Regions from separate parts of the Hordeum vulgare genome. Here region 2 is linked to region 1. A link is a contact called in public Hi-C data. All regions are on one chromosome and are shown on one strand. The core of a region is the stretch at or near the end of the contact, and the rest is flanking DNA. Distances in the headings are between cores, read along the strand shown. Region 1 holds the start of LOC123443532. Region 2 holds the start of LOC123443533 (exportin-7-A).

What was found. Hi-C and Micro-C count contacts between places; a contact is called where the count stands out from the background.
Region 2: a contact with region 1 is called in a Hi-C map of leaf, with 8 times the contacts expected there. The contact joins the promoter of LOC123443533 here to the promoter of LOC123443532 in region 1. A contact is called at or near these places in 5 of 6 Hi-C or Micro-C datasets (leaf and seedling) and 1 of 1 datasets of contacts at active chromatin or transcription factors (embryo).

The regions. Positions count from the first base shown.
Region 1 is chr3H:208,786,801-208,792,424 of MorexV3_pseudomolecules_assembly, forward strand. It overlaps LOC123443532, which reads left to right and starts at 1,954. Exons shown (of 3, transcript XM_045119934.1): 1 at 1,954-2,334. The coding sequence starts at 2,160.
Region 2 is chr3H:209,132,282-209,138,361 of MorexV3_pseudomolecules_assembly, forward strand. It overlaps LOC123443533 (exportin-7-A), which reads left to right and starts at 1,932. Exons shown (of 30, transcript XM_045119941.1): 1 at 1,932-2,126; 2 at 2,963-3,181; 3 at 3,275-3,584; 4 at 4,093-4,253; 5 at 5,391-5,456. The coding sequence starts at 3,335.

The DNA.
Region 1 (5,624 bases), core at 704-3,203:
GTGTCTCGGAGCTCAATCAGTGTGGTGTGAAGCTCCGGGAAGCGTCGGGGTCTCCAATTAGGTTGTGGAGATTGCCCCGAGCAATTTGTACGGGTACCGGTAACCGCCCCCAAGGGTTGCCACGTGTACGGGTTCGGTGACCGCCCCCAAGGGGTTGCCATTTGTACGGGTTCGGTGACCGCCCTCAAGGGTCCCTTAGTGGAATCACGACATCTTGCATTGTGCGAGGGCGTGAGGAGATTACGGTGGCCTTAGTGGCATCTTGGGGAGCATTGTGCCTCCACACCGCTCTAACGGAGATTAGCATCCACAAGGGTGTGAACTTCGGGATACATCATCGTCTCCCCGTGCCTCGGTTATCTCTTACCCGAACCCTTTACTTATGCACTTTACTTTGTGATAGACATATTCTTTATTGTAATATATCTTGCTATCACTTAGTTGTTTATCTTGCTTAGCATAAGTTGTTGGTGCACATAGGTGAGCCTAGTTGTTTGTAGGTTTTGTGCTTGACATATTAAACGATTAGTTTTATTCCACATTTGTTCAAGCCTAAACCTTAACTATTTTAAAGCGCCTATTCACCCCCCTCTAGGCGACATCCACGTCATTTTCACTTTCCTAGAGTAGGAATTGGTTAGGGTTTACTTTTGTTTTGAACCTTGTATGTACATATTTATTTTTAATGAAATCACCGTAGAACTACGGTTAAAAAAATGTTACCATGAAAAAGTGAGCAAATCTCTACCTAATAATAAAGCAAATAGTGTTTCTGGTCGCACGTCATTAAAATTGCCCCCAATACTGTATTAAATTACCCACTATGTCACCCATAAGTAAAAATGATTCAATTTTCTTTCCTGTCAAAGTCACCGTCCGGATCGGTACTTATAGGAAGAGACCTTGCAGATAACAACGACTAGCTTGGCCTACTGGATGGAGCGCCGCTACTCCATCGAGGAGTCCCAAGTTCGATCCGTGAACCTACTCCTTTCCCATCTGATTTCTTTGAGACAAAATGTTCATGAAATCATAAAATGTTTAGGAATTCAAAAAAGGTTCAGGAAATCATAAAATGTTCACGGATTCAGAAATTGTTGATGATTTTAAAACGCTTTCGAGTTTTGAAAAAAATACCCATGAAATCATAAAATGTTTGGGAATTTTTAAAAAAGGTTCCAAAAATCATAAAATGTTCATGGATTTAGAAATGTTGATGATTTAAAAAAAATATTCACATATTATAAAAGAATTCACAATCTCCAAAAATATATTCAGAAAATACAAAATGTTCATGATTTGTAAATGATCATGTATTCAAAACATAAAAAAAAATGTTCATGAAATCATAAAATGTCTAGGAACTCAAAAGAAGGATCAGAAAATCATAAAATGTTTGCAGAATTCAAAATTGTTTATGATTTTCAAAAAATTGTTTGCATATTATAAAAGAATTCACAATTTCAACAAATATATACTGAAAAATATAAAATGTTTCTTATTTCAATTTATTTTTCTTCTATAAATTAATTCAAGATTTTGCAAAATTCTGTATTTTAAAATTCGAGTTTTCAAAAAACAAATCATGAAATCATAAAAATTGTCCATGCATTTAAAAAAGATAAGTGAGAATAAATCGGCAAAATTCAATAACATGGATACCGCGGCCATCATCAACGAGAATGATAAAAAAGATAAATGGTAATATGATGGGCCATCGTGGTAAAATAGAAAAATGATAATATGATGGGCCATCGGGGTAAAATAGAAAAATAAAGAACGTTCATATGTCAGAGTATTGAACCATATTTATTTGACTATAACATAATATTTTTATTTTTCGTTGCAACACACAGACATATTTACTAGTACATAAAATTTGCTAGTACATAAAAAAAGAAAGTTGGAAAATAGGCTCAGAAACGAACAGCAACGGACCCCACCAGCACCAACATCGCGGCAGCGAGCCCCTTTCGCCCGCTTCCCACTCCACGCCTCCTTCTCCTCCTCCCAGATCTCGCACCACACGGCCGCGCGCACCGGAGACACCTAGCGAGACGGTTGCGAGAGGTAAAACAGCAAAAGAGAAGAGGCCACCGCAGCTCGCGTACCGGCGGTGTGTGGGTGGCGGCGTCCGTCACGCGTCGGTGTATCGGGTGATGGACGCTGGCGGCGGGGGCCTAGGCGGGTTCCAGTGGACCGCGGAGGAGGCCTCGACGATCGGGGGCATCGCGACGGTGTCGCTGCTGCACTCCTTCATCCCCACGCACTGGCTCCCTTTCTCCATCGTTGGGCGCGCCCAGCGCTGGCCGCTCTCCCGCACCCTCCTCGTCAGTCAGTACCCACCTCGCCCATTTTCTTCTGTTGCCGCTCTTTCTGTGTACTGATCACGGTTCCAAGATCTAGAGCATAGGGACCATACCTGGTTAGGGTTTATTTAGCGCAGGTAAAGGGGAGAGCGAGAGCTCTACCATTGAACTGGACGACTTCTTTGATGATATTAGCAGACGTTTTGTGCGGTGAACCGAGGAGTCGGAGGTCAAGGAGGCTTCAAAGAGGATAAAAGGTGGCAAGGCGATAGGTCCTGATTGTATCCTCATTGAGGTGTAGGGAGGCTTCGGGACATAGCGATAGTATGGCTAATTAAACTATTTAATCTCATTTTTCGGGCAAATAAGATGGCAGAAAAATGGAGACGGAGTATATTAGTACCAATCTTCAAGAACAAGGGGGATGTTCAGAGTTGTACTAATTATCGTGGAATTAAACTGATGAGCCATACAATGAAGGTATGGGAAAGAGTCATTGAGCACCGCTTAAGTAGAATGACAAGCATGACAAAAAATCAGTTTGGTTTCATGCCTGGGAGGTCGACCATGTAAGCCATTTTCTTGGTACGACAACTTATGAAGAGATATAGGGAGCAAAAGAAGGACCTGCATATAGTGTTCATCGACTTGGAGAATGCCTATGATAAGATACCGCGGAATGTTATGTGGTGGGCCTTGGAGAAACACAAAGCCCCAGCAAAGTACATTACCCTCATCAAGGACATGTACAATAATGTTGTGACAAGTGTTCGAACAAGTGATGGTGACATTGATGACTTCCCGATTAAGATATAACTGCATTAGGGGTCAGCTTTGAGCCCTTATCTTTTTGCCTTGGTGATGGATAAGGTCACAAGGAATATACAAGGAGATATTCTATGGTGTATGCTCTTTACAGACGATGTGGTGCTAGTCGATGATAGTCGGATGAGGGTTAACAGGAAGTTGGAGTTATGAAGACAAACCTTGGAAATCGAAAAAAATTAGACTTAGTAGGACTAAAATTGAGTACACGAGGTGCCCTTTCAGTACTGCTAGACACGAGGAGGAGGATGTTAGCCTTGATGGGCAGGTGGTGCCTCTGAAGGATACCTTTCGATATTTGGTGTCAATGTTGCAGAAGGATGGGGATATCAATGAGGATGTGAACCATTGAATTAAAGCCGGATGGATGAAGTGACGCCAAGTTTCTGGCATTCTTTGTGACAAGAGAGTGCCACAAAAGCTAAAAGGCAAGTTCTATAGGACGGCGGTTCGACCCGCAATGTTATATGCCGCTGAGTGTTGGCCGATTAACGACATGTGTAACAGTTAGGTGTGGCGGAGATGCGCATGTTGAGATGGATGTGTGGCCACACAAGGAAGGACCGAATCCGGAATGATGATATACGAGATAGAGTTGGGGTAGCGTCGATTGAAGAGAAGCTTGTCCAACATCGTCTGAGATGGTTTGGGCATATTCAGCGTAGGCCTCCAGAAGCCCCAGTGCATAGCGGACGGCTAAAGCGTGCTGATAATGTTAAAAGAGACCAGGGTAGACCGAACTTGACATGGGAAGAGTCCGTAAAGAGAGATCCGAAGGATTGAAGCATCACCAAAGAACTAGCGATGGACAGAGGTGCGTGGAAGCTTATCTATGTGCCATAACCATGAGTTGGTCGTGAGACCTTGTGAGTTTCACCTCTAGCCTACCCCAACTTGTTTCGGACTAAAGGCTTTGTTGTTGTATTTTAACCATATTGGACAGTATGAAACTTGATGTAGGCACTATACCTGGGTGATTAATATATATTGGAGCCATATGATAGTTATAGATTGGGATATTGATGAATGGTATATTTTTCAACAGAATATCCATTCTAAAGTAATCTTGCATTTCCGATTTGACTATGTTTTGATTTATGATCCTTTATCAGAAGTACACAGATATATTCTATTTACACATATAGGTTCTGTTACTGTTTACATTAGTGAAGTTGATTGATAATTAGCCTGTGAGTTTCTCTTACTGACCTTATTTTTTTTTTACTTTATTCTATTTGCATGTGCATTTAAAAAACCTCTATTCATTGATCTTGCATGAATGTTGTAGTCATGTGTTAGGATAAAATTAGAGATAGCCATGGACTAGCAAAACACAATCTTCTGAGCCTTTTTCCCTCTGTATTAATTATATAACTGGACCAAACTATTTATTTCATTTTTTTTGTAATTATCATCATCCCGTATGTTATCTGTGCCTGCAAATCGTAAGTGCATGGGCTATGAATATGGTTACCAATTTTCTAAATGCTTATAAATTGGACTTTTGCTCCTTGGATATTTCCCTGATTGTGACTTCAAAATTATGTTCTTCACTTCTCACAGGGCAGGATTGTCATGTGGGGTCAGCCCTATAGGCGACGACCCATGCGGGCTGGGCCTGCACCAGCCTAAGCTATGGCATATTGTAATTACAGAAGTTGTGTTAGATTAGGAGTCTAGGCAAGTTGGAAAGGTGTAGTCTCGTAGAAGGTTACCCAGCCAACTCCCAATTAGAGTAGGAGTCTAGTCTTGTAATCAGGCTTTATATAGCCAGCTTTGGGGATCAATAAAGTTAAGCATAAAACAATGTAATCTCTCACCCCTTGCTCCTGCGCCTCGGCGCCTCTCCTCACCCCCTTCTCCAGTGATAGGCCGGCGAGGGACTCGCCCTCGGCTACCTGTCTCCCACGACTACAACCTCCGTTCCAACCCACCAGCCCGTGACAACTTGGTATCAGATTCTTCGTCGATCCAGGCGACGATGTCTCCGCCGCCTCCACCGCCGGCGCCCTTGCTGCAAACCCTAGAAGACCTCGCGCTCAAACAGCACGAGGATCATGAGGCCGTGGTAGCCACGTTGAACAACCTCTCTGCGGAGAACCACACTACACGGACGGAGCGCGCAGAGGACCGCGCTACCCTCAAATCGACCGTTGATACACTCAAGGAGCTCCAGGGACAGTTCGCCGATGCCTCCCAGCAGCAGCGCGCGCAGAATCTGGCCATCCTCCGGCTTGAAGGGAAGGGCACGATCCAACTAGGCGGCGTCAGCCTCCTGCGGCCACCCGAGCCGTCCCATGCCGCAGCCCTGACCGTCATGACCGAACCACCAGATCGCGCGTCGCGCCTCTACAAGATCGACTTCCCCCTCTATGACGGGTCCAACGATCCACGACCCTGGTTGACACGCTGCAACCTGTTCTTCCTGGGCCAACGGACACCGGAGACCTATAAAACTTGGCTCGCCTCCTACCACCTCACAGATGTCGC
Region 2 (6,080 bases), core at 682-3,181, 350 kb after region 1:
ACATTGAAGACGCATCACCGTGCGACGGTCTTTGCGGCATGGTTGTTCGATTTTATAGGGAAAAAGTGGCCATCGGATGGCAACATTTTTATGCTTTCATCTTGTACAAGTAGTCTTCCGGCTTTGCAGCGTCACATGTCTAGCGCATAAAGTAGCAACACCTTCTCTAGCTCATAAAGTAGCAATACCTTCTTGAGGTTGCTTATGGGTTAACCGGGTGCTTTTGGTCATCCACCTATGCAACAATCTCATTTGGATGTAGCCAAAATGCCGATAACAAAAACATTGAACGTATGTAGCATGGTAGTAAAAAACGCTTGCAATACAAAACAAAAGTTGTAGGAGACACTCCGGGGGGCATCATAACATGCAACCCTCCGTATTCACATCAACACACCCACTAATTTGTATAATAATAATAATAAAACATACATGTTTTGGCAAATACAACATATGGCTACTCAATCTTTGTACAATAACAATAATTGTGGTGTCAATTTTTTTAAATGCTAGTGGTGTCTTGTGGTTTTCCATCAAGGCCATGGCCAACACATCACCTTAGCTAGCTGCCTTGCAGGCCACGTAGGCTCGAATGACAAGAATAGTAGTCTCACATGCTCTCAGAGTAGCCTGCAAAAGAGTCCGCAACTTTGTCGATAGAAAGCACGAGAGACATAAGAAAAGAGGGAAAGACAGAAGAAAGTAGGGAGGAAAGAAAGAGTGAGGTAGATATGTCCCTTGGCTGCTCGTGCTACAGTTGGGTGATAGTTTCATCGAACAATAGAGCCTAAGTGAAGGGAATGCGACCATCATTTGCTAATGCTTTCATAGTTCATGCCCTGTGTACATGACATCATACACTAGCATGACAACACGCATGCAAAATACATGACAACAGACATGCAAAATACTCGGTGGAGGCAATACGAACATAGCCATGCAAAAAAGCAAGCCATGGCAATAGAAGGCCACACTCGCCAAAAGGGTGAAGGGACCACATCGCATGGATGTTAAAAACGAACATGGACAAAGGGCAACCACGCACCAGCGTGCCCCGACAAAAACGTGTTTAGGTGTTCTGACGGCCGAGCACATCGACACGTCCGTGAAATCCAACGACTCGAGAAGGTTTGTGCCATGTAGAAATCACTCGGTTTAATTCTAAAGCTTCCTTAATAAATCGACGCACTACACGTTTGTCGGTTGATTTTTTTGAAAGATCGTCCGGTCGCGAACCGTCAGATTTGACTCATCAAGCAGGTGAGCGTTACCATCTATCGTTGGAACACATGCCTTGTTGCGAAATTTCTTGCAACAAACATATTGTTACATTTTTTTGCAACAACTCTGTTATTGCAAATTTTCTTTTGCAACATACATTTTGTTGCACAATTTTTATTTATTTTTTATTTTTTCCGCAACAGCTGTCTTGTTGCGGATTTTGATTTTGCAGCAGAAACTTGTTGCAGAATTATTTCTACAAAACGAAGCCGTATCGCATTACAATAGAGTCGTTCACCGCCAAGATTTAAAACAACACCATTATCGTTGGAACAGATACTTGCAACTTGTATTTACGCGTGACACACAACAAAGGTGACAAGCACACTATGATTATCAACCCGTTGACGGAAATCGTTTCCCAATGAATATAGACTTTTCTTTTTTGAGAACAAACCAATAAATATAGGCTTACATCTAGAATCTTGCAGCAACCCGCACTTTGTGTAAAACGAAGAGAAAAAGGAAATAATAGTTGTCGTAAGCAGCAAAGAAAAAGAAGAAGTGATGATGCGTTCGTGCGTGGACGAACCCTAGAGGAGAAATCTCGAGACGCAAAGTCCAACCCGGCCCATCACTTCCCGTCCCCGGCACACCACAGCGCCGCAACATCATCGCCTCCCACTCCCCCACCGCTGCACGCACAGTCGCACACACGCTCTCCACCCCACCCCCACCCCGTCGTCCTCCCTCCTATTTAGCTTCCTCATTTCCGTTTTCCACACACCTCCCTCACCCAAAAACGCACGCCTCCGATCCCCACGCCGAGACGGCAGCCTTAGACCTAGCCACCACAGCCGCCGTCGGACAGTGACCTCCGCGGACTCCGCAGGCACGGGGATAAGGTAGGTCCGGCAAGCCCTCGATCGCCGCGACCGCGATGCTTTTGCTCTCCGACGTCTACCATAGAGTTGCCTGTGCCGCGATTTCGCCTCGCCTCAGCGCGGGGCGCTCGATCGGGCCCGCGGTGGTAGCTCAGGCCGCCGCCGCGGTGCTCGTTCCGGAGTTTTAGGATTGGAATGCTGTGAAATTCGGCGCGTTCACGGCGGGGTCGCTCGGGGTTCGGGGGATCTCGACGTGTTGGGAGTTCGCCGGATCTCCCGAGGATGCTTACGTGGTCGTTTATGGGTAGATGATAGCTTGGTTTGTTCTCTGATGATGATCGGATCTTCGGCTTTGCTTTCTCGTGGCTCGTGCTGTGCTTAGATTCTTGGATAAGGAGGCGAAGTAGAACGGTTTTGATGCATTGACGCTATTGTGTTGCAATCGGATGGGTGATTTGGCGGTTAGGGGATGAAGCTACAAGGTTCTAGTGTTGTGATTCTTCTGCCGATTTGCATATATACTGAAATGGGTATTATATGAATAATTTGCATAGCAAATGCAGCATGCATTTCCTGTTCAAAATACTGTAAGCTTATCATGTCATCGTGCTGTTCAATACCTTTGATCTGGTATTTGTATTTGTTTGTGCTCTGTAAAATAGGATGGCTTAGCAGATGCATCATTTAGTTATTTTCAAGGTCTCCACTCTGCCATTATGTTTTACTGTACCCCTGGATGTTTGTGTTAGAGCGCACTTGTGCATTTTAGAAAATGCAACAGAAACTTCTTGGTAGATGATTATTTTATCATTGTGCTTCTTTAGCCATCACTGAGTCTCGCATTTCCATCCGTGCAGATCACTCTACCCCAGGCTGATTGTGGCCGGTATTGGCGATTTAAGTGTTTGTTAGGTGTTTTCTCTTGTGTCTCGTGTCTTAATCTTTGATTAAGCTTCACTGAAAAGACTGTACCTGAGAAACTCTGTTGTTGGAACATTTCTCTTGTAATATGAATGTATTGTGACAATCCTTCTTCATGTGCTAGAATCATATATTTCAGCTTCAGAGCTTTTATGGTACTTTTTAAGTTCCCTACTGAAGCGACTACCTAATGCATTAAATTTAAGTTTGTGATGACCATTCATGCAAATTCGTGGATATTAATTCAGAACCTGGTGGCATATTAATCCTGGATATTTGATCGAACGGAAATTTGGAGCTCCTTGTTCATGTCTTCAATGGAGAGCCTAGCACAGTTAGAGGTGTTGTGCGAAAAGCTTTACAACTCTAGAGACTCGGCTGAGAGAGCACATGCAGAAAGCACGCTCAAGTGCTTCTCAGAGAACAGTGACTACATTTCGCAGTGCCAATATATATTGGACAATGCGTCAACTCCATATGCCTTGATGTTGGCCAGTACAAGCTTGGTGAAGCAAGTCTCAGATCGCAGTCTTTCTCTGCAATTGCGCCTCGATATCCGTAATGTTTCTTTTCTGACAACATATATTGCATGGCATCAAGTTTTGGTTCTTTCAACTGTTACATCTGCATGACATGTTGGCATTTATATCTCTTTCTATATGTTCACGTTCACTTACAAGTTGTGTGACATACTTGCCATGTAAACATGCAAAGTAGTTGGGCATTTACAGATGTTAAGTATAAGTTACCAAATGAATAGGTTTTATCGTTTCCTTGATTCACGTTTCCTTGATTCACAGCTTATTTTTATTTGTCCTTAAAGACATTTATGTTTATTACAAAGCTCACATGATAATTTACGCACTCTATCCTTACCTTTTTTTGTGCTTCTGTAGCATACCTGGAAGGGAGAAGTGTCTATGTTCATTTATCTCAAATTTTTTATGTTTATGCATTTTAGCTGAAATAGATAACTTATTTATCTGTATCCTCCCTAACACACTTGTGCTCTGCGCCATCGTTTTGTCGCTAATCAAAGACTAATCTATTTGTAATCTGTGTGAAGGGAATTATGTCATGAACTACCTAGCGTCAAGAGGACCTAAATTGCAGAACTTCGTGACTATTTCCCTAATTCAGCTTGCATGCCGTATAACAAAATTTGGATGGTTTGATGACGACAGATTCAGAGAGATTTTTAAAGAAGCAACAGATTTCTTGGCTCTTGTAAGTACTTCTTGCGATCTTTTTTTGCATTCGTAAAGGAGTTACCTAATTTTCTACCATGTATTAAGTATGGACTCCATACCTGGGATAAGTATTGTTGCTTATAGTAGAGTTGTGTCATGTTTTAATTCAGGACTCCACACGCCATAGTTGACTGAAACCTTTTCCTCAGAACCAATCGTCAAAATATAACCAGCTGTGCCAGATACATATGCATTTATGTGTGAATATGTATGGATGTTATGACCATTGTTTATAAGGTGTCCCGCGTTGGATGCTTAGGCGACGCTTAGGCCGCAAGGTGCCCAGGCAATGCCTTGCAATTATGCCCGCTTTAGGTGCCTAGGTGTCGGTTAGGTGTCAGGGCGGTTGGTGCTTTTGCCTTAACTCGCCTTATAAACAATGGTTATGACTCTCATTAGACAGAGAGACGTTAAGTTGTAAGCAAAATATATAGTGCTTAATTCCTGATGGCTTAGAATTTAACTTCTTGGAGGTATTTAACAGAGATATTGTTTTGGTTTTGCATCTCTTTGGTAAATTGTACTTGGTTTTCTATGTCATATGAGGAGGAAGCATCAGCTTTGAAATTTAACAGAGTTTCAGTTGATAATTATATCGAGAACTGGTTTGTTTGAAGTTATTTTATCACATTTTTAATTGCTCCAAAAGCACTTTCTTGTGCTGTGTACTTGTACTTTAGTTATTTCCATTTCCAGATACAAAAAAGCAAAGATGATGACAAGTCAGTGTGATGAATTGTACTTCCTTCGTTCAAAAATATAAGACGTTTTAGATAATCAATATGGACTAAATACGGACTGAAATGAGTAGATGCACAAACGTGTCTATATACATCTGATCTACAAAAAAGTTGAACATCTTATATTTGTGAACGGAGGGAGTACTTTTTAAAGCACCTTTGGTTTTATAAAGCAGAAGTCTTGTTCATGCCAAAACCTGATTGCATGTCTTCAGCATGTAGCATAGTGCCAATTACAATCAACCTATTTATGGAAAGCAAATTGAAATGAAACAGGTTTCTGCAGTAAAATTTCACTTGGAAAGCAAATCATGCCATGTCAAATGTTATCTGATTCAGTTTTCTAAATTCGTTGCTTATGCTTATGTCTTCAGGCATCTCAGGATCACTATTTAATAGGATTGAAGATACTAAATTTTCTCGTAATGGAAATGAACCAGGTGAGATCTGAAAAGTTTTCTACTGTGTATCTTGTTTCCATAAACGTTTTTTTCTCTATTCAATATGGTTAGGCATTCATATTATAACACTTAATACATTGGTTGATTCCCAAAAAAAGGTGTTGACATTGTTGCTTGTATAATGCTGCACAATATTTTGTTGTCTAACGTTATTCTTCATGCACAGTTTTGTTGACGGACATATCTAACTTGCCATATAACCACTAGCACGTACATTCATAGGACACTGCGTGAGTTAAGAGTGTTATAAGTACTGTTAAGAGTGTTATAAGTAGTAGCGAACACGATGACTTACGGCTCACAATTGTTTATAAGGTGTTAAGGCAACCTAAAGCGTTCCCGCAAAAAAAAGGCAACCTAAAGCGAACACCACCCGCTCTGATGCCTAAGCTCCTAATGCAGGCATATTTGTAAGGCGCCCAGGACACCTTATAAACAATGCGGCTCACTACATTCATACTAAATAAGAAGTCATTATTGGCATGCAAATGAGCATGCACAGTCCTAATGGTCAGAATATTATTGTTTAATCCCGCCAATATTAATAAGTGGGTGTATTTTATACTCCCTCCGTCCAGAAATATTTGTCGGAGGAATGTATGT